Linked DNA regions of Mus musculus: all the other regions are linked to region 4. The links are chromatin contacts, called in public ChIA-PET, Hi-C, HiChIP or PLAC-seq and promoter capture Hi-C maps. All regions are on one chromosome and are shown on one strand. The core of a region is the stretch at or near the end of the contact, and the rest is flanking DNA. Distances in the headings are between cores, read along the strand shown.

Region 1 (3,232 bases), core at 694-3,193, 260 kb before region 4:
CTGAAGGAGCAAGTATTGGAGCTGGAAAAGGCCTCCCTCTGCCCTCTCCTCTCTGCTTCTGAACATGAGTTCAGTGGAAGAGGGTTCCAGGACTCCACCCCAGCTATACAGAGAGTCCATCATGAGGAGACCAGGTCAGATAACAGGGATTGAAGGCCCAGAAGAGCTGGGGCTTCTTATGGCCCTCAGCAAGACCTACAGGTTCAGGACATTCCACCCCAGCCTGGGTCTCAGGCCCAGTCTCTTTTGGCTCTAAGCTGGTTCCTTTTTCCCAAGGTACTGAACCTGCCTTTAACATTTCTAAAGAAGCCAAGGCTAAAGTCCCAAACAGAAGGACCACTTTATGGACATTGGTAAAGAAATCATCTGGGTGTTTGGAAATGTGTGCAAAAACAGGATGTAACTGAACCTTTGTCGTACTCTTCGGCTCACACTTGTGTCCATTTATGCACACTCAATAACCACATCCTGGCTAGCAGGGTTTGATGACACTGATCAGAAGCTTAAGAATAGAGCAAGATTCATGAAGAAGCCTGGTGCCCAGGTTGAAGACATCAGTAGATAGATGTTCCAAAGGCCTGTAGTGGACCAAGGGTACCTGTCATTGAACTTCTAAGCATTTTTCCAGGGTACTGTGCTCCAGACAGTCGGTGGAAGTTGGGAAGAGTGTGGGGAAGTTTCACTCATGCCAGAGCATACAGTCCATTCTCCATGGAGATGAAGCTGCTGTGTGTAGAGGCCAAGTGGGGAGGCTGAGGAGACAGGCATGGGGTTGGTGTGGGTCACTAGTGGGGAGCAATGTGCCCTGAGGCATGTGTTGGTCAGAATGGACTACAGCCTCATACAGAGCTGCTAAACAGGGTGGCTGGAGGTTGGGGAAGGTATTGGGATGGTGGATCCACCCCAGTGGCCAGGGATGGTCTTGGTGGGCTGTAGGGCATGAAGGAGAGTCAGATAAGACCCCAAGTCCCTGTCCAGCTGTGGACCCCTGGTATCCTGCTCCAAACATCCTCCTTCAAGCCTTACCTGAGTCTCCACCTGTGCCTGGGTGCTAGTGAGAGATGGCTGAGATTTACTCAAACACCTGTAAGACAGAAGAGGCAGAGTTAGGGGCAGAAGGCACCTAACCAAGTGGTGTGTGGATATTACTGAACCCAATCTCACCAATGCCTCTGCTGCCACCGGAGACATAGTATAAAGATGAAACCAAACAGGAAAACTCCTGAGGTTCCCAAGATCCTCACCAGGTCTGCTTGAAGATTGAGGGCTGGAGTTGGGGCAGAGAGTCCTAGACACAGAGAAAAGTGTCAGATGGGCAGCCAGTGTTAAGATCCTCCCCGTCTCCCGCCTCTCCCCAGACATACCTGGATCTGATCTATGCAGGTCTCTACAGGCAACCCTGGAACCATGAGGAAAGGTAACAAACTCGCAGCAGAATGTGGTGTTGGCTAGAGAGCTTCTTGCTTTGGATTGTCCCATGGTCAGAGTGACAGAGACGCTGTTTGGGGTTTCCCAGTGGGCCTGCCTGGCAGGAGCCCACTGCTGGGTACCAAATTCTGGATGTAACACAGCTAGTTTGGTCCTTCCAGCGTCAACAAATCCTTCACAGCTCACTGTTACCAGGGAGATGAGGCTATATCCTAAGACCCCACAGTGAACTGAGAAAGACGAGAGGTTGGTGGCCTCCATCTGGACTTGCACCCACACCTCAGGGCTTGCTGAGGAATGAAAACAGGAAGGTCAGTGCCTGTGTGTCCATACTGTCCACCCCCATGGCCCTACACTGCTCTGGCCTCTCCACTCACCTTCAGAGACACAGAGGGTCAGCAATGTTGAGAATAGAACCAGGGTCTGCATCTGGCCCATATTTGTTGCATGGGCAGCCTGTGTGTTGCCTGTTCTCATGGCTGGAGGTTTTCACATTGTCAGCAGTTAGAGGCACTGTGGTAACTTCCCACAACCTAGCCTTATTTCCTTTTTGCAGGCCTCAGTGGTAGTGAACTCAGGGTAATGGGTTGTCCCTCTTAAAGTTACAGTACCAGGCTTTGCTTGCTACTTCCTAGATCTGCAGTAGTAGTGAGGAAAGCTGCAGAGGTCGCTGAGGTCAATCGTCTCTTTGCCTCAGAGAGAGGAGGGTCCATGGCTGCCCCTGAGGAACTTAGCCCTTATCCCATTCAGCCCTACACAGCTAAGGGGCAGGGAATGGAACAACTGGAGATTGCAAGATCCTAAAATCAGGAAAGCCATTGTGGAGGCAGTCAGGAGCCAACCTGAGTGACCCAGCACACCCCAAGGTGTGTTCTCAGTATTACATACTAGTAGTCCCTGGTTTGAATCTGCAATTCACCATCCCTTCCCAGCTCCTGTCCCATGTCCACCTGGAAACAGGCAATTCTGCCCAATGGCTACCCAGCAAAAGCTTGTCTCTGCCCCACCCGGTGTGAGGCAGGTGCCTGGCAGCGCAGCATCATCTAAAGAGGACTGCTCACAGCCCTACCCCCACTTCTCCCTTTCCCACTCTCTCAGTTCCCATGTGTTCCTGGCAGGCCTCTCTTGCTCTCTTTCTCTCTTCCTGTCTTTCTCTGTCCTATCCTTTCTCTGCCTCTACCTCTTTCCAGGTTCCCACTCCCATCTCCACAATAAATCTTTATACAGGCATGCTGCATGGTGTGATTCCTCAGAGGAACATCTCGGCACTGTCCTGCCAAGTATTACTCCTACCATGTTATACCACAATTTATATTTTATATTTCATAACACTAATAAGAGTGGTCTTCACTTGTCCCATTCAGAGCTCTGCTTGTTAGCACATTAACTTCAAACTGCTTAGCCCTGAAGCTGTTTGTTCATCTCCATCCTGCTGACTCCCATTCTGACCAACTGATTTCTCTCTGCCTCCCTTACCACCATCTACCTATTAATGTCATCTGCTGGGAAGAGCAAAATAACAAATTGGCTTGCTGATCACCCCACATCAACCTTGGCTTCACTGCAGCAGCCCAGGTGACCCTCAAAACACACGGATCATTCCTTTGCTTGCTCTTCCTTATTTCTCTAGGAACCAAAACATTGAAGTTTCTCTCAGACCTGCTTCTGTTCTTAACTCTCCCCACCCCCATGTGTCATATTGCTATGTGACATATTGCTTTATTGAATTGGGAAGTCCCAAGGGCAGGTTGGCCCTTGCCCATGAATTGTGTCATGGAGGCAGTCACTGTCCCCACCAAATTGT
Region 2 (3,229 bases), core at 67-2,566, 460 kb after region 4:
GGAGCAGAAGGGGCCCTAACACTCCAGCCCAGACTGGGGTGGGGCTCCCGGAATGTAGCCCTCTGTTGTGATTCCCCGCCCTCAGCTGCCAGCCCAAGTTCATAGGCTGCCTCCTAAGCAGCCTGACTCACCTGTCATAGTACAGTCCCCAGTGCCTGGCCATAGCAGACCCAAGGGTAGAGTGTCCATGATTAGTGGGATCCCAAACACACACACACCAGGGTGGGGTGGACATGATTAGAGGGGTCCTGAGGGCAGGGACTGGAGAGTCTCCAGGAGGTCAGCACTCCTAGCTAAGAGATACAATGTCCTTCCTTTCAGCAAGCTGCCTCAAGTTTCTCCCCTAAGGGGAAAGCAGAATTGTAGGGTTCCTATGAGATCACAAACTCCACAGTGACCTCATAAAACCAGGAAGAAGAGAAAGGGGATAGGGGGATAATGGGTGGAAAGTTAAGGGCGAGAGATTCACTTCTTTCACATAGATAGGCTGGGGTGGACGGCGGAGAGGGGCTGGGACTTGGGGAGACTACGGAAAAGCAAGCAGAAACGTCGGGTTGTTAGGAGCGACCCTTTAGGAAAGAGATAACGGGGCTTGTTGGGATTGTGGTGGACGGGTGAGAAAGACGTTGGAAACGACTAAAAGGGTGAAAATGTAGCGATTAATGATAGATTCTACATGGAAGTTTGCTTTAAGGGTTGATCAGATCTAGGGTTGAAGAAGCCAACCAGGTGAGGGGCGGGACCATGCTACAGGTGCGCAATATGCAAATAAAGGGGAAGAGTCTCCTAGAGCTCGGCCAAAAGTGTTCTGTGCACTCTTGAAGCGAACTCATTGTCCAGTGGTTCTTACACAGGGGAGGGGAGGTCGCGGGCTCAATGCCAATCCCAAGGGGCGAGCGTTCAAGACTGCCAGGTGAAGGGGTGGGCCCAATCGAACGCGAGGCGGGGCTATGCAAATGAGGGTCGCAGTCCAGTATGGGTCCCCTGCTCTCTGGGCACCAGCGCAACTCACCAGCCTGGGTGATGTCTGACAAGTCGTAACTGCGGGCCGCGCCCCGGGGGAAGTGCTTCAAACGCCGGTTGGACAAGTTCAGGGTCCCGGTGGCCACAGCCTCCTCTAGGGCTCGTTCTGCGCTACGGCTCCCAGGTAGACCAGGAGACCCTGGCAAGGACACTGAAGCTGCAGCTTCCTCACCCCCGGCGGCGAGTGGGCCCGCTACTGCTGCCGCCATCCGCTCTCGGCGGCTCCCCCTGCCTGACTGACGGCACCGGCCGGCCCTTCTCGCCCTTCCCCCTCCTCGGAGCCGCCGTAGTCCCCACTGAAGGGAGGAAGCGAGGGTCAGGAACTCCGCGGACCAATCATGAACCAGAGACGCGTTAGAAGTGCCCAATCAGAAAACGGCAGGGGGTGGAGCCTCTCAATTCTAGATTACACTGAGGGAAGGGAGGGGTGAAGAGGAGCACCCCGCCAACGGCCGCGGTTCCTGGTCGGCCCGCCCCGCGCAGCGACATCCAATCACAACTCTCGAGGCTGGAGATGGAGCCAATGAGACCCGCCCAGGAGGCGGGGACTACAGGTCTCAACTTTAGGGTATTAGAGACCCAGAGACCACAAACCTGCTTTTTCAACCAAGACCAATTGCAATCTAGATTCAGGCGAGTGACTGTGAAGAAGACCAATTAGAACCTACAAAAGGAACCTGTCCCGGCCTCTTCTCTGAGGGACGGTTCTGCCTACCAATAGCATGGGCTAGGAGGTGCTCCATTCGCTAGACAGAAGGAGGTGGGTGAGCTAGAATTTTTGAGACGCAGGTAAAGATCGTAAAAGGCGCGCGCTGGGCGGCCTGACAGTGCAGGGTTAGGGTTGGGTACTAGCTGTGCTTACTGGGGAGCAAACCAGCATCCGAGAAGTGAGGAAGGGCGAGGGATGCCCCACTCAGCACTCAGGCTGTTGTCTCAACAGAAGGGACCATTTCCTCCTGCGCAGTCTTGAGTCCCTAATGGGAATGCTGGGGATGACCGGTGAGGGGGTTTCCAGTTCAGAGAGGGAAAGTCGTCAGACCTGCCAAAGTCCCCCTGGAGAAGACTTGTGATGGCCAGACCAAACTTTAGAGACTACGAAGGATCTCATGGCCTCTAGAACAAGATCTTTGGGGGTTTTTTGTTTGTTGCTTTTCCGAGACAGGATTTATTTCTCCGTGTAGCCCTGGCTGTTCTGAAACTTGCTCTGTAGACCAGGCTGGCCTTGAACTCAAGAGCTCCTCCTGCCTGTGTCTCCCGAATGCTGGGACTAAAGGCGTGCATCATCACCGCCCGGCTAAGACCTCGGGTTTTTTATAAATGAGGAAAGGGAAGCTGGACAAATCTCAGACCTCCAGTAGAACTCCCCCACACATACTTTCATAACAGACTTTGTCTATTGGAAACCTCTTATTTGAAGCTGGGTGTGGTGGCATGAGCCTGTCGTGACAGTTCTTAAAAAGAGGAGGCAGAAGGATCGGGACTTCGAGGTCAATTCCAGGCAAGCCTGGACTACATAACTCCAAACTAACCTTTTTTAAAAACAAAAACAAACAAACAAACAAACAAACAAACAAAAAAACCCCAGAAAACTTCTTGAGATACAGGAAGGAGTCCCAGATGTGAGAGATAATAGTAAAAGAATATTTTTTTTTCCTTTGAGATTTGCTTTTAGAAGAATGTTAGCGTTTAATGAACCTCCCTGTGTGGCTTCTAGTCATTAGAAAACAGGCATCCCAACACCCTTAATCGCCTCGGCTCTTCCAAGGTTAATCCTGTGGTGAGGCATGCCACTAAGCATCCCCCTTCCCTCTTGGGTGCCTCCACAGCTTACCAATGTGGCTGTAGCTGTGGCTAACATGGCCCCATAATTTCAGTCTTTTTTTCTCAATGTGGGTGGCATGGTGACCTAAAGGAAAAGAGGGAGACTGGCTTTCAGAGACAAGGTCTCCTATAGTTCTAGCTGGCCTCTAACTGGTGATGTAGCTAGGAGTGACCATGAACAACTCCTGACTGTTACCACCTCTCAAGTGCTGGGATTATAGGTGTGCACCCTCATGCAGGGCTCGATTAGAGAGCTTAAAATCTTGTGTAGTGACAGAAGACCACGTCTGCTTTCCGTGTTGCCTGACCACCAGTAACTGAAGTTGCTCTCTCATCTCTGGTCATTCCTGCTATACTGATATGCCTAGACACTAAAGTATTAGAG
Region 3 (3,173 bases), core at 190-2,689, 400 kb after region 4:
GAAGCTATCAGAGTCTAGTGGTCACCCCAATTCCTGCCCATTTATTCACTTGTGGTGGGTAACATTTTAAGGGGTGAAGAAATAACCACTGGCTAAAGAGAAGCTGTGCAAGAAATGGCCAGCACAGGGAAATGCTGAACGCTGAACTCTGAAAATGTACAAGAGGCTTTTTTTTTGGTGGGGGTGGGGTGGGGGACAGGATTTCACTGTGTAATCCCCTGGAACTCACTACATAGACCAGGCTGGCCTAAAACTCACAGCGATCCACCTGCTTGGAATCCAAGGCATGCAGCCATGGTTTACATGAAGCAAAATGGTTCCTTTGCATGTGTACATGGGGACTTGGCATCACCACAGCTCAGGGGGAAGTACACTTGCAGCTATGACAACAATTAAGCAACCTCATCTAGCCCATGGGCTCCTGGGTACCAATAACTCAGAAACCTATCTCTCATCTGCCCGCATCCCATTGGCATGTCTGAAACCAAAGTCCTGACTTATGGTTGCCAGCATCCCTAAACCTGCTTATTCTCAGCCTTTCCTTTTCCAGGCAGTGACCGAGGATGACTCTGAAGTACCGCTACTGCTACCCCCACTTCCCAAATGCTGGAATTACTGGCCTGTGCCACCGCGCTGAGTTGTATGCAGTGCTGGGGGCTTGAACCTCGCGCTTAGTGCACTCTACCAGCTGAGATACATCCCTGGCCACGGAGCAGAGCTTTTAAAATCAAAAGACTCAGATTCAAATTCTGACTGAGCCACAAACCAGTTCTGTGATCCACTTCAACATGTTTTCTTGAATATTTTTTACATGCATTTATTTATTTGTGTGTGTGTGTGTGTGTGTGTGTGTGTGTGTACTCATGGAAATCAGAAGGCAGCTAGCTTATAGGAGTCGGTTTTCTTACAGGAGTGGGAATGAAGGTTAGTGGCAAACGCCGTTCATCCCTTCTGCATCCTACCTCAGGTTTTTAACTTGACTCTAAAGTGGGGGCTCTTTCTATGACTTGGATAAATAAAGTATCTTTTACAAAGCACTCCCCTTCTCTGTCTTTCCCTTTCTCCTCCAGCTCATCCTAGGGCAATTTCTTTCCGATTTTCTTGTCTCCTGGCTCAGCCTGGAACGAGCCTTTGAAATTTGGCGGGAATTAGTATCAATCCGGAGGATGAGCACTACGCACGCGCCGAACACCTCCTTTCTCTCGCACGCTAATTTTGCAACCTTAACAACCAATCAGAGTCAGCATAGGAGTCCGTGGCGAGAGGGGGCGGGGACAAGGAGGAGGGCACGCATTGTACTTGCAAGGTGGGGGTCTTTGTGAACCAATGGAAAAGACAGAAGGCCGGGTGGCAGTGGGGCGTGGTTCTGAAGGCTCCAGCAACCGGAGGCCGTCTCGAATCGAACCAATTAAAGCAAGGAGGTGGGGGGAGACTAGCCAATCAGCGTGCCGAACAGGACGAGGAAGGGGGCGGCAGAGTCTCTCGCGGTCGTGGTCGGGGCTGCAGGAGCTGGTGTCAGGGTTGCCGGGCGTGCGAAGGCGGCGGAGGCGGGAAAGGCAGCGAGCGGTTAAAGGGGAGCGACCGCTGACTTGCAGAGGAACCTGGAGGAGAGATGGTGATGGCGGCTAAGAAGGGCCCGGGCCCGGGTGGCGGGGTCGGAGGGAGCAAAGCGGAGGCTGAAGCCGCTTCGGAGGTGTGGTGCCGCCGAGTGCGGGAGCTGGGCGGCTGCAGCCAGGCCGGGAACCGCCACTGTTTCGAGTGCGCCCAGCGCGGGGTCACGTATGTGGACATCACCGTGGGCAGCTTCGTCTGCACCACCTGCTCCGGCCTCCTGTGAGTGGATCCGGGGGGGGGGGGGGGAACTGGGTTTGGTTCGGGTGAAGTGAGTCTGCAGGAGCTCGGGGCGATCCAGGAGGTCAGAGGGGTAGCCCCGGCATTGGATGTGGCGGTGGAAGGTCGCCTGCTGCAGAGGTGTGTCGTGGGGGAAAGGGAAAAAGCGCAGGGGGACAGAAGACGGGAGTGGAGTCGCGCTGCAGAGGGAGGGTGGGGGCTGTAGAAGGACACGAGGAGAGGATTGGAGAAACTCCCTGGGGGAGGCGAAGGCGAATTGCAGGTGGGGAGAGAGAAAGTGTGGAGGGACTGGGGTGGGGTGGGGGAGGGACTTAAAGGGCCAGAAATTGACATAGACCTTTAAAGGGAACTTTAGCTGGGGTTGCATTGTATCTCAGTTGGTAGAGTGCTTGCCTAGCACGCTCGGCGCCCTGAGTTTCCATCCACAGCACTGCATAAAACCCGAGTAGTGTGGTACACGCCTGTAATCCCAACACTGAGGGGGAGGTGATCAGGAGTTCAAGGCCAACCATGAGACCCTTGCCGCTCCACCAGGAGGGGAGCGGAGGGGAACGGGGTGGAAGGAGAAGGGAAAGAAATAGGGAAGTCGAGCCTAAGACAAAAGTACCCTAGAAGGGAATGGAAAATGCTCCACGCATTAGCCCAGGCTGACAGCCTAGAGTGGCAGGTATGAAGCCAGGGATCAGGTGCAGATCCTAATCTTTCAGGCTCTGGAATGCTAGCTAGAGGGTAGATGACTTACGAAATATACTAAGGGCAGAGAGCCAAAGGGTTATCCTGGCGGACAGCTTAGCTTTCCCGAAGAGATGAGGATCAGAATGGCATATTCTTTTCTTTTCCCCATTTCGTCCTCTGCCCCCGTTAAAGTTGCATTTGATTTCTTTACTTTGCACTGTAGGGACATGTAGGTTCCATGGCTTGTGTGGTTATCAGAGAATAACTTGTAGGAATCAGCAATTTCCTTCCACTACGTGTGGGGCCTGGGGATCAAACTCAGGTCAACAGGCATGGCTGTAAGCTCCCATACTTGCTGAGCTAGCTAGCTCACCAGTCCATTTTTTTTTTTTTTAATTTGTCTTGAGACGGGGTCTCATACAGTCCACGGTGACTTTTAATTCATGATGTAGCTAGGGGTGGCTTTGGAACTCAGAGTCCTCCTGCCTCTACCTCTGTAATGGCTGGGGTTACAGGCATGCTTTGGGGTCTTTCCTAAGTGTACTGCCGAGTCTCATCTGGTAAACTGTAAATTTGGGGAGCAGAGGCTTGGTTGTAAAATCCACAATGCTACCCTCAGCCCAGACCACCCCAGATTTCTAGTTATT
Region 4 (3,581 bases), core at 197-2,696:
AAGATTTAAAACTTAGTACACTGGCCTGGTTGTATCTAAATATAGTATAATGCACTTGAAATTTTTCCTGTTTCCTTCATGGAGACATGAAGTAGAGGATCAACAAAAGAAAATAGCATTCAGCCGCAGGCATTTCTGTAAGTTAACAAAGATGATCCTGAATAAAATAACAAGTAAGAATCTTGTGTGGTAATTGAAAGAGGACACAAACCTGAAAGAAAAAAAACATCTGGATAATTCTTCACTACAGTTTCCTTATAATAAAGGTATTTTCCCACATTTGGCCAGCTTTTCTAGTAACTTCACTTGATGTGGTTACAATGAATTCTTCATAATTCCAACAAGTATTTATTGACTGCTTTCAATCCGCCTAGCACTGCCCTGTACAATAAATGCTTTCTTTGGTCCCAGGCCATGGAACAGCCACTCTCTATAATCAATGTGTGTGTGTGCTGTGTGTGTGTAGGGAGGGGAAGGAAGGGGGAACTTCAAACTAAATGAGCTGCCTTTTTTTTTTTTTAAATTACAATTACATTTACCAACTCCACTCATTTCAAGTTTGAAGAACCTTTTTGAGCAAAGGTAGTTAATTTTATGGATAATAAAACTGACAGTTGGCAAATGTCTAATCTCATCTAAGGTCATTAAGCTGATCAATCTCCTACTGGCCCAGTGTGGTTTCTCCCAGATACCCTTCACGTCTCACTCATTGCAATCAAGCAAGGTGAACTAACACTCCACTAATCTCCCAGATAGCACAGTTAAACAGGCTTAAACCAGCAAGAGGTCTTGAAGCATTGCATAAAGCTGACAGCCGGCTGTTAATTTCTACTAGATCTTTTAACCACCGTCAAGCCGCCAGCGCTTTCGCTCAGCGTTGGGAGATGGAAAGACAGAAAAGCAAGTGATCCGGAAATGTTTTCGGAACCTCAAACCTGTACAGAGCTCAAGGTCTTCCGCGTCGTTTATCTCAAGATTCTCAAGGACCCAAGACGCCCGGAGAAGTAAACGACAGCAATAAAACGAAAACCACACAAAACACTTTCCCCTGCAACCACAGCAAATGGCGACAGGAGGGGGGGAGGGGGAGAAGAATCCAGACACGGGGATCACGTCCATTTGTGATCTTGTCCTCAGAAATGTTATACAAGGATGATGACATGAAAGAGCTCCCCACTGACCCCAGAGATTCGAGCACCGCCGGGACCCCGCAGGGCTCCTTTCCAAGTCCCCCCGGGTGGTCACACGGTCCACCCTCGCAGCCCGCCCGTCCTCCGAGAGTCCGCCATGAGACTCACCGTGAGTCTCCGGAGCGGCCTGGGGACGCCGGGCGACCAAGCACAGCTTGCTCTGGGTTCAACCCGACCGAAGGGCACTGCACACCGACATAGGCCCTCCCAATACCTCGCCACAGGCACAATGAGTCACAAAGACCGGAAGTAGGTCAGCACCTCATCTTCCGGGATCGAGTTGAGCTTCCGGGTCTCCTCTAGGAACACGGGAGGACTTTGCATCTCGGTTTCTGAATTTCTTGTTCCGAGTCTCCCTACCCAACACCCCCCCCCCCCCAGCCCTGATTGCCTGTCTTCAATTCCAGAGGTGACAGATAGAGATAAAGTGATCCTGTTTAGGGTGTTCAGGTTTTTTTTTTTTCCTGATGTAGTATTTTTCAGCTCTATATTTGTTACTTTCTTCCCCATCTTTTCCATCTTGGGCAGTTATCAATAATAGTAATTGTATGCCTGTGGCAGAGAAGCTGAAGCAAGGGTGTAGATGGAGTTAGATCAAAGCCAAGCCAGGGGTGTCTGGTTTCACAGATCAGCCCTGGTGAGGTTTGCCAGTTGAGTGCATGGTGTTTCCAGATATGTGGCCCGAGGATAAAAGACTATCTTTCAGTAAACAAGCTACTTACACTGGTTCTGTAGAATATGCTATTATAGCACTTTAAAAGGATCTTTCAGAGGAATTACAGACGCTCAACAATTACTGCCTTTATCTCTTTGCCTTGTGGGCAATACAGAAATGAGGCTCCACCTTATAGAAGGCTCTATATCAAAGGCAAGTCCACAAGGAAGAGACCATACAGCATGGGGGAGATAACTTTATAAAACAATACTCCAAAATTAAAAAGCAATTGAAGTATTGTTCCTTTTTTATTAATTGATTATTAATTAATTCACTTTACATCCCAATATCAGCCCCCCTTCTCCCAGTGATAGGTTATTTCTCCGCCAGTGAAACGAGCCCATTCAGGCTAGATTATATTATAATAAAGGCAGGTTTATTGGGAAGCTGCTCTTGGTAGAGTTCACTGGCCCCAAGGATTGAGGCAGGAGAGTTGCAATGGGAGGGGAGGCAGAAAGAGAAAGGGCTTACATGCAGAGAAAGAAGAGAAGGAGAAGGAGGAGAGCAAAATGTTTGGATTATAAAGGGAAGAGTCTCTGGGGAAGGGCAGCCCAAGCCCTGGGATGGAAAGTTCAAGGCTGGGGGCAGGGTATACCAGGTAGGATCTGAGGGATGCTGGGAGAACCTGAAGACCAGGTCTGTTTTGATATGTAAAATATTCATCTCAGTCCCCTCTTCTGGGGTCCAAAACCAAACACCCAAAACCGCCTTAGGCAAGTCATCCTCCAATTCCACCTTCCCCTATTTGCAGTATTGTTAAAGGAAACAAGGAGCCAGCCATTCACTTGGAGAAGTAGGAGAAACCTTTATTCATGCATGGACTACAAAGCACGCTTGTGCTTTGAAGGGTTCAGTCCCCTTGGCAGTTTCTTACAGCTTTTTGTAGGTCAGGTAGTGGGGTTGTCATCCATGTCTTTGTGACAATCTTAGAGTGGACTCTGATCCCCTTAATCATTAAAGGGAATTTAGTTAGGCACGTTTACAGGAACAAATAGCTAGCTAGGTAGATAATAATACACAAACACTTGGCAGGTAGCAATAAAATATACAAGCATTTGCAAATAACAACACATTTTGGCTGGTAAAAGATGTTTATCTTAGCAAACATAAATGGTATCTGCAACATGACCTTTGTCTGCTGTGACAAAATTTCTTTCAGACAGCTTCTGGCAAGTGTTTGTTTTTCCCAGATAAGAAGTAAGGGGTTTTTTGTTTTTTGTTTTTTAATAAGCAAACAAACTCCTCTAAGTAAAAGTTTAGCTCACATACAGCTTTTAGGCTAAGGTTTTTGTTTGTTTGGTTTTCCAGACAAAGGTTTTTCTGTGAAGCCCTGGCTGTCCTGGAACTTTGTAGACCAGGCTGGCCTCGAACCCACAGAGATCTTCCTGTCTCTGCCTTCAAAGGACTGGGATTAAAGGCTTAAGATTTTTATTGAGCCAGTATAACATGCTGTTGGCTGAGAAGACCTGCCCTAGAACACTTGTGGTGCTGTCCAGTGTGTTGAAGGTCCAGATGGAACAAAGATGGAAGGAGGAGGAAACGGACATTTATGTGTAAGCTTAATGATAATAATAATAATTATAATAATAACAATTCTTTTCTTCCTCCTCCTATTTGTCTTCCCCCTGCTCCTTCTCCCTCTCCTTCCCTGTGTGCATGTGTATCTATATGTGTGG
Region 5 (3,235 bases), core at 269-2,768, 480 kb after region 4:
TGTTTGTTTGTTTTTTAACTATGAATGACACTTTATTCAGTCATTTTCTTTACAACTGAAACTCTGGGAATTCAAAATTAACATCCTTGCCTGTGAGCTTCTTGTACTCACCAGAAAAAGTTTCAACCTTGTGTTCCACGTTGTTCTGCTGTGCTTTGTCTAAGTGAACTTTTATGAGCCGGCTGCCATCCAGTTTCACACGGATCCTCTTACCCACAATTTCACTTGGGAAGACTAAGTCCTCAAGGATGGCATCGTGCACTGCTGTCAGGGTGCGGCTTCTGGGGCGCTTCTTGCTTATTTTTCGTTCGGCTTTTCCGGGTTGGCTTGGGCAGAATCCACCTCTGAGCAATGAGGACTACATTCTTCCCACTGAACTTTTTCTCCAATTCACACTAGCCGGACTTGGATTTTCTGGAAAGATTTAAGCTGAGGAACTGGTACAAAAATTACGATAGCTTTCCGACCACCACCAACTTCAATTTCCTTGGCTGCGGTGATGTTGAGTTCCCGCAGCTGCGCCTTGAGATCAGAATTCATCTCCAGCTCGAGAAGCGCCCGAGAGATGCCAGACTCGAACTCGTCGGGCTTCTCGCCATTGGGCTTCACGATCTTGGCGCTCGAGCTGAACATGTTCGTCCTGACGGAGCGCCGGCTTAGAAAAAGTTCTCCTGCTTTCTTGGTGGTTCCTGTTTTGGTTTGTAGGCACATCTTTAGTATCGAAAGTTTTCTTTACATGTATATGACCCACGTATTGTCAGAGGTCAAATGAGGGCGTTCGATTCCCAGAAACTGGAGTTATAGTTGTCACTATGTCTATGCTGGAAGCGAACCTGGGTCCGAACCCTTCAGCACTAACCCTCTTATTTAAAAAAAAAAAAAAAAGTTCCTGCCTCATCCAGTTCTGCTTATTGATTACTGACTTAATCATACGTTTCCCAGGCCCAGATAAACAAACGCTAGGTCGTTGCTCACAGTCCCGCCTCTCGCACTTAACTCTCAGACAGAGAAGGAACTCAGGACACATAAAATTCTTACCAAGATCAAGCCAATCAGTGGTGCCAAAGGAGGCGTGTTTGGTCTTTGAAGAACACCAATCAGCGAACATTGGGGCGGAAGGGATTCAGCACCCACCAATAAGAGAGGCCGTACGGCGGAAGTGCATAAAGGAACTCTCGGGAAGATGGCGCCCTTAATTTGGTCACAAGTTGACCGGAGGAAACTTTGACCGCGAGGTGATTATCACAGTACAAGCGGCTGTTCACAGGCGGGATCCCGAGCAGAGCATATGCCGAGCTCAAGGAAAGGGCACAGGGACACAATTCGGTGACCTGGAGGTCAGGGACTCTCAAAGAGCAGAGTCCGTCAGGAGATCGGAGCGGGAAGACCCGGAAAAGGCGTGGTCAGAAACAGGGCGGGTTTACTGCGCCCCAAACCGGAAGACCCGGATTGGGAAGCGACGAGGCGGGACGGATTTTAGCCAGGTGGGCGTGGCCACTGCGGTGCGGTTTGGGGGCGGGGCCTATAGGAACCTGGGGCCCAGCTGGCAGGAGAGGAGGTTTGGGAACCGGGGCCCGGGGCTGCAGGATCCACATCTAGCGGGGTTCCAAGGCAGTGGTGACATCAGGCCTCGCTCTGCTCATGATCTCCCCCTGTCCTCTTTTCATCCATCGCGTCACTAGCCCTAAACTCTAAGACCCTCTTGTCCTCCTGAGCTCTGCCCTCGGATGTCCGACCGCCCAGAGCCTGCATGCGCCGTGGGGCGCCCCAGGACCAGGAGCTGGTGGGTCCGGGGGCCCCTGGGCGGGGGTCCCGGGGCTCCCCTCCTTCCTCAGGACCCGTTGTCCCGGTGCTGGTCTTTCCCCCGGATCTAGTATTCAGGGCGGACCAGAGAAGTGGACCCCGGCAGCTGCTGACCCTCTACAACCCCACGGGAACTGCGCTTCGCTTCCGAGGTGAAGAGACGGGCGCCTTAGAGCTAGGGCTCTGGGGGTTAGTAGCAGGATATGGGAAGACTGTGTGGGCTGGAGGAATTAATCAAGAGGCAAGATGCCTAGCTTTGGGTCTGAAAAAAAAATCATGTCCATCTCCGGGGTTGCTGACATGAGGGGCCCCGGTGGAGCACTATAAGTAAAACTTGCCTAAGATCTCTTCGCGTATCTTTATCTGACAGTTCTGTGCACAGCACCTGCCAAATACACGGTATTCGATGCAGAGGGATATGTGAAGCCTCAGTCCTGCATTGACATGTGAGTGGGGAGGTTGGGGAAGCAGCCAGGCACCACAGCTACCTGTTGTCTTTTCTCCTGCTGACTGCAGTCACTCTGGGAAAAGTTTCTGGGGAGGAGATCTGGATTTACATGGTTGGTTGCCTCTCACTTCCTTTCCTCCCAATGGTTCAGTGTGATACGGCACGTGGCCCCCGTCCCCAGCCACTATGACGTCCAGGACAGATTCCGCATTGAGCTGTCTGAGGAGGGGACTGAGGGACGAGTGGTTGGAAGAAAAGACATCACCTCTGTTCTTCGAGCCCCAGCGTACCCCCTGGAGCTTCAGGGACATTCTGAGCCAACGCCCAACCCAGGGCCTCCTGTGTGGACAGGACTGACCCCAGCCAGACATCTTCAGGAGAGTGAGTTGAACAGATTCTTTGTGTGTGTGTGTGTGTGTGTGTGTGTGTGTGTGTGTGGTATTGTGTATATGTATTGTGTGAGTATATGCATGTGGGTCCTTATGCATGGACTTGAGCACATGTGCAGTCTCTTCTCACCCTTAGTTGTTTTGAGACAGGCTCTCTCATTGAACCTAATATACATTCATTTGTAGACTGGATGGGCGGTGCAGAATCCAGAGCCTCCACCGCCCAAACACTGGGATTATAGGCATACACTTCCATGCCCAGTTTTAAGTATGTTCTGGAGAACTGAACTCAGATCTCCATGCTTGCATGGTCAGCCCTTTTTTTGATTGAGTCATCTCTCCACGGGTCTTGGTTTTCTGCAGTACTGGGCAAAGGCCTACCAGGTACCAAGTACTGTACTGCTGAGCAGTAACCCCAGCCCTGCACTGGGGACCTCTGTAGGGAGAGAAGACGCAGTCGCAATACCCTAGAAAGAAACTAAATGGGGTTTGAAGAAGTCTCTGGGCTCAGGGGTGTGTGTGTGCTGTGTGTGTGTCTGTGTATGTGTATGGTGTGTGTGTGTGTGGTATGTGTGTGTGTGGTGTGCATGTGGTG
Region 6 (3,600 bases), core at 442-2,941, 360 kb before region 4:
TCTCTTATTCCAGAGCACATGAGCCAGGGATGTCCCTAAGCACCTGGCTGGTTCCCCTCCCTTTAATGTCTGCAGGTCTTGCTGTGTGCTGTCTCTCATGTCTTCTCCTCTGACTCTAGTCCTTTTTTTGCTACCTGCGTTTTAATTCCCCCAGCACCATACTGTGCTACATAAGCTATGCCTGTGTGCCAGGACCCCACCAGAAGAGAAGCATTCAGGGTTGCCCCTGATCCCCAAGTTGCACAGGTGGGGAGAGGTAAAGGAAGGACAACTAGGACCTGGGCTCCTGCCAACAAGTACGAAAGGTTGGCCTGTGTTCCCAGCTCAGGGAGGAGAATGGTTAAGTTCAAAGCCAACTCGTGCTGCAGTTAAAACTATGTCTAAAATAAATAAATAAATAAGCAAACAAACTGTAAAAAAATTAGGAAGCTAAAAAACACATAAATAAAAATCTGTAAATGAAGTGAAATTGTGAAGAACAGGAAGAGGCTCACAAGGCCCCATTTCTCCTTGAGGATGTATAGGCAGTTAATGGTTGCATAGGGAGAGGCTCAGGAGAGCCTCTTTATTCCGTAGTATAGTAGTATAGACAATGGTGGGGCCCATGCTCCTGTAACTAACCTTCTTCCTATGTAGAAGTCGGGGGGGTCATTTAAAAAAAAAAAAAAAACTAATACTAAGGGGAAGTACTGGAAAAGAGGAAGAGAATCTGAGGGAGTAGGAAAAGGACCGGGAGGATAACAGAGGTTAGGTAGAAGAAAATACAACATTACACATAGATATAAGATGTAATGAAATGAAAGTCACTACGGTGTACCATTAATATATAAATGCTAAAATCGTGAAAGGAAAAAAAAAAGGACAAGTAACTAACTGGCTTAGGGCAGAGCACTACCTTGCATAAATGAATTCCTAGACTCCATCCCTAGAAATAGAGAGCCAGAGGCAGAAGACAGAGGGAGAGTGAAGGAAACAGCAGAGAGGAGAAGAAGTACCTACTCCGGGTCACTCAGGGACTCCCGGGACTTGAAGGACCGGGCTCATGAACAAAACGTGATGGGCTGAGATGGGTTGAGAGGTGAGGAAGTGGGCGGGGAAGGTCATGCTCACGGGCTTCCATAGAGGTTCTGAGATAGAAACATCACAAGATTGTGACTTGAGAAGCCAGGGACAAACGTGGAGATGCAAGATGAAGAGACGGGGCGGGGCGCCGGCTGCAGAAAAATCCTGGGGAGGCCGATGGCCTTGAGGGCCCAGAGACCAAGAAGGCAGCAATCCCCCATGCTGGTCAAAGTCCTACCAGATCTGGAGGCGGCCGACAAACTCCCGGCCGCGCTTGGGCAGTCATAAGTCCCGCAGTCCCGGTGTCCCCACCTAGGAGGCATCCATAGCAGCCCTGGTCATGGGAATCACGCGGACGCGACAAGACCCCCGAGCTGCAGCAGCCAGCTCAGCCTGGCCACAGCGCAGGCAGCAGGGGCACAAGCGACCCCGATGCGGGACGCGGGGCTAGGGGCCTTGTCGTGGGTAAACGCACCATTTCGGGACTCAGGTGAGCGCCCCGCCTCGCGCTGGGTGTCCAGGTACCAGCGAGTCACACGGCGACAGACACTAGGTGCAATCCAGAACACAGAGCTGGGAGAAGAAAGCGGCCACAGATGCCAAGATGGCGGGGTCAGCAACAACGTACGCAAGGCCCGCCTCCTCCCTTCCGACCGTGTGTCTGATTGGGTAGCCTTCAGTCTATTGTGTCTGATAGGGTAGCGCTTCAGGTCCACCCTGAGTGACAGTTCACGCTTCAACCCAGGGGTGGATGAAGCCAGAATTGACAAGGCCTTGCTTTCATGGGTAAATTAAGGCAGGGCTTCCTGTGACAGAACCTCCTTCCTTTTTGTTTTCACTTAACCTTGTAAATAAAGTATCTGAAAATGTGTGAATTGTATATAAATCTATATACATTGTTCGTGCCCTATGTATTCCAAGAACAAATTTAAGTATTCACTTAAAACAATCAAAACAAACATTTGGATTTGATTTTAAAAACTACCATTTAGGAAACCAATGCTGCTATGGATGCTTTTCATTGTTTACCTTAAGAAATATTTGAAAACATGTATAATGCATCCCACATACATGCAAAATATTTCCATTCCTTGGTCTTTAATCCCAGCACAAACAGAGGCCTACTGGTTTCTTTCTTTCTTTCTTTCTTTCTTTCTTTCTTTCTTTCTTTCTTTCTTTCTTTCTTTTTTTTTTTTTTCTATTTCCAACATAAACAATAATCAAATCTCTGTTATTAGGTCACCTTCCCAAGAAAGCTAGGGACATTCATACAGATGTGTATGCAAGGAATACATTTTCTCTTGTAACAATGTAGCCGAACAAGGGATCATGTCTTGAATTTGTTCTTTGATTTTAGCTAGGCAAAGCCTCACAGCATACATGGATATCATGCATAGTTCAGGCATCACAAACCATAGAACTTGTGATTGTAACTTCTGACATCATAGCAAAGGTTTCCAGTGGAATAAAGAACCAGTGAAATCAGAGTCCAGGATCTAGAACCCAGGCATTAATACGGTTAAAATGCTTTCCAGAGTAATTCAGTATGACTCCAGTCCCCCAAGACAATAGCTGTCAAGGATTACTTCGTAGTGGTTTCTTAAATTCCTTACTAATTATTTTTGAACAAACTTCTATTCTCCCCAGATTGAACAAAAGCAACAGAACAAAAAAAAAAAATCAGATTCATTCAAGCATAGCTTGGTATATTATCTCAGTCAGTGTTCTTTTGCTGTGAAGAGACACCATAACCAAGGCAATGGCTTTTAAAAAAGAAAGCATTTAACGGGGGCTTGCTTACAGTTTCGGCCATTTAGTCTATGACTCTCAAGGTAAGGAGCATGGTGGCACACAGACAGAAATGTGCTGGAGAAGTAGCTGAGAGTTCTACATCCAGATCTGCAGACAGCAGGGAGAGAGACACTGGGTCTGTCTTGGGCTCTGAAATCTCAAAGCTCATTGCTAGTGGCACACTTCTTCCAGCAAGGGTACATCTACCCCCAACAAGGTCACACCTCCTAATTCTTCTAAGTTGTGTCACTCCCTCATGATTCATCATTCAGATATATGATATGAGCCTATGGGGACCATTTTTATTCAAACCACCACATATATCAATGAGTTTAAATTTATGTATTTATATGTGTTTGCATGGGCTTGAGTATGAAAGTCCCAGGACAGTTTGCTAGACATTGTGAGTCCCAAAAATCAAACTTAAGTCACCTAGTTTGGCAGCAGTGTTTTTACTTGATGAGCCATCTTGCCATCCTCCCAGAGTTTAACTAGAGGAGTGTGTGTAAGAGCATCCATTAGGGGCATGGGTACTGAAGAGGTAAGGTACTGGGGACAACACATTGCCAGATCCTAGCAGGGAAGAGAACAATTCTATCTGGTGCCAGGACCCTAGATTGTTAAGCAGGAGCAGACCATGCTATGTAGACACTCTGTTCTGCCAGGCAACTGTGCCAACCACCACAATTTAATCCTCACTGCCATGGCGAGAGGACCCAAAGTGTGGAAATCATAGGAATAAAGAAT

Evidence for each region. Promoter capture Hi-C pulls out the DNA fragments that hold promoters and counts their contacts. A called contact is a pair of places that touch in the nucleus more often than the background predicts. ChIA-PET counts read pairs in DNA pulled down with a chosen protein or histone mark. HiChIP or PLAC-seq counts read pairs in DNA pulled down with a chosen protein or histone mark.
Region 1: a contact with region 4 is called in an RNA polymerase II ChIA-PET map of effector CD8 T cells, with 8 read pairs. The contact joins the promoter of Pvrig here to the promoter of Zkscan1 in region 4. A contact is called at or near these places in 2 of 39 promoter capture datasets (frontonasal cranial neural crest and stem cell-derived epiblast-like cells), 2 of 115 datasets of contacts at active chromatin or transcription factors (bone marrow-derived macrophages and effector CD8 T cells) and 1 of 9 other capture datasets (liver).
Region 2: an RNA polymerase II ChIA-PET map of memory CD8 T cells shows a contact between it and region 4, with 17 read pairs. The contact joins the promoter of Lrch4 here to the promoter of Zkscan1 in region 4. A contact is called at or near these places in 2 of 39 promoter capture datasets (embryonic stem cells and pre-B cells) and 2 of 115 datasets of contacts at active chromatin or transcription factors (effector CD8 T cells and memory CD8 T cells).
Region 3: a contact with region 4 is called in a Hi-C map of B cells, with 6 read pairs. The contact joins the promoter of Agfg2 here to the promoter of Zkscan1 in region 4. A contact is called at or near these places in 1 of 484 Hi-C or Micro-C datasets (B cells), 5 of 115 datasets of contacts at active chromatin or transcription factors (the SCID.adh cell line, bone marrow-derived macrophages, embryonic hindbrain and 2 more) and 1 of 9 other capture datasets (liver).
Region 5: an H3K4me3 HiChIP or PLAC-seq map of embryonic stem cells shows a contact between it and region 4, with 7 times the contacts expected there. The contact joins the promoter of Mospd3 here to the promoter of Zkscan1 in region 4. A contact is called at or near these places in 2 of 39 promoter capture datasets (embryonic stem cells and pre-B cells), 1 of 484 Hi-C or Micro-C datasets (B cells), 5 of 115 datasets of contacts at active chromatin or transcription factors (the SCID.adh cell line, bone marrow-derived macrophages, embryonic stem cells and 2 more) and 1 of 9 other capture datasets (adipose tissue).
Region 6: a promoter capture Hi-C map of neural stem cells shows a contact between it and region 4. The contact joins the promoter of Zfp157 here to the promoter of Zkscan1 in region 4. A contact is called at or near these places in 2 of 39 promoter capture datasets (hippocampal neurons and neural stem cells), 1 of 484 Hi-C or Micro-C datasets (CD4 T cells), 4 of 115 datasets of contacts at active chromatin or transcription factors (bone marrow-derived macrophages, large pre-B cells and memory CD8 T cells) and 2 of 9 other capture datasets (adipose tissue and pancreatic islet).

The regions. Positions count from the first base shown.
Region 1 is chr5:138,340,642-138,343,873 of GRCm38.p6, reverse strand. It overlaps Pvrig (poliovirus receptor related immunoglobulin domain containing), which reads right to left and starts at 1,943. Exons shown (of 5, transcript NM_001378438.1): 1 at 1,806-1,943; 2 at 1,365-1,718; 3 at 1,165-1,288; 4 at 1,027-1,084. The coding sequence starts at 1,905.
Region 2 is chr5:137,627,210-137,630,438 of GRCm38.p6, reverse strand. It overlaps Lrch4 (leucine-rich repeats and calponin homology (CH) domain containing 4), which reads right to left and starts at 1,316. Exons shown (of 18, transcript NM_146164.2): 1 at 1,013-1,316. The coding sequence starts at 1,232. It overlaps Gm20605 (predicted gene 20605), which reads right to left and starts at 1,316. Exons shown (of 22, transcript NR_033148.1): 1 at 1,013-1,316.
Region 3 is chr5:137,683,019-137,686,191 of GRCm38.p6, reverse strand. Agfg2 (ArfGAP with FG repeats 2) reads left to right here and starts at 1,439. Exons shown (of 12, transcript NM_178162.3): 1 at 1,439-1,833. The coding sequence starts at 1,613. It overlaps Gm15498 (a long non-coding RNA gene), which reads left to right. Exons shown (of 2, transcript XR_003956003.1): 2 at 551-807.
Region 4 is chr5:138,082,949-138,086,529 of GRCm38.p6, reverse strand. Zkscan1 (zinc finger with KRAB and SCAN domains 1) reads right to left here and starts at 1,446. Exons shown (of 6, transcript NM_133906.4): 1 at 1,299-1,446.
Region 5 is chr5:137,598,991-137,602,225 of GRCm38.p6, reverse strand. Mospd3 (motile sperm domain containing 3) reads left to right here and starts at 1,518. Exons shown (of 5, transcript NM_001254762.1): 1 at 1,518-1,955; 2 at 2,174-2,249; 3 at 2,403-2,632. The coding sequence starts at 1,751. It also overlaps the pseudogene Gm7285.
Region 6 is chr5:138,439,567-138,443,166 of GRCm38.p6, reverse strand. It overlaps Zfp157 (zinc finger protein 157), which reads right to left and starts at 1,691. Exons shown (of 5, transcript NM_028130.3): 1 at 1,538-1,691. The coding sequence starts at 1,540.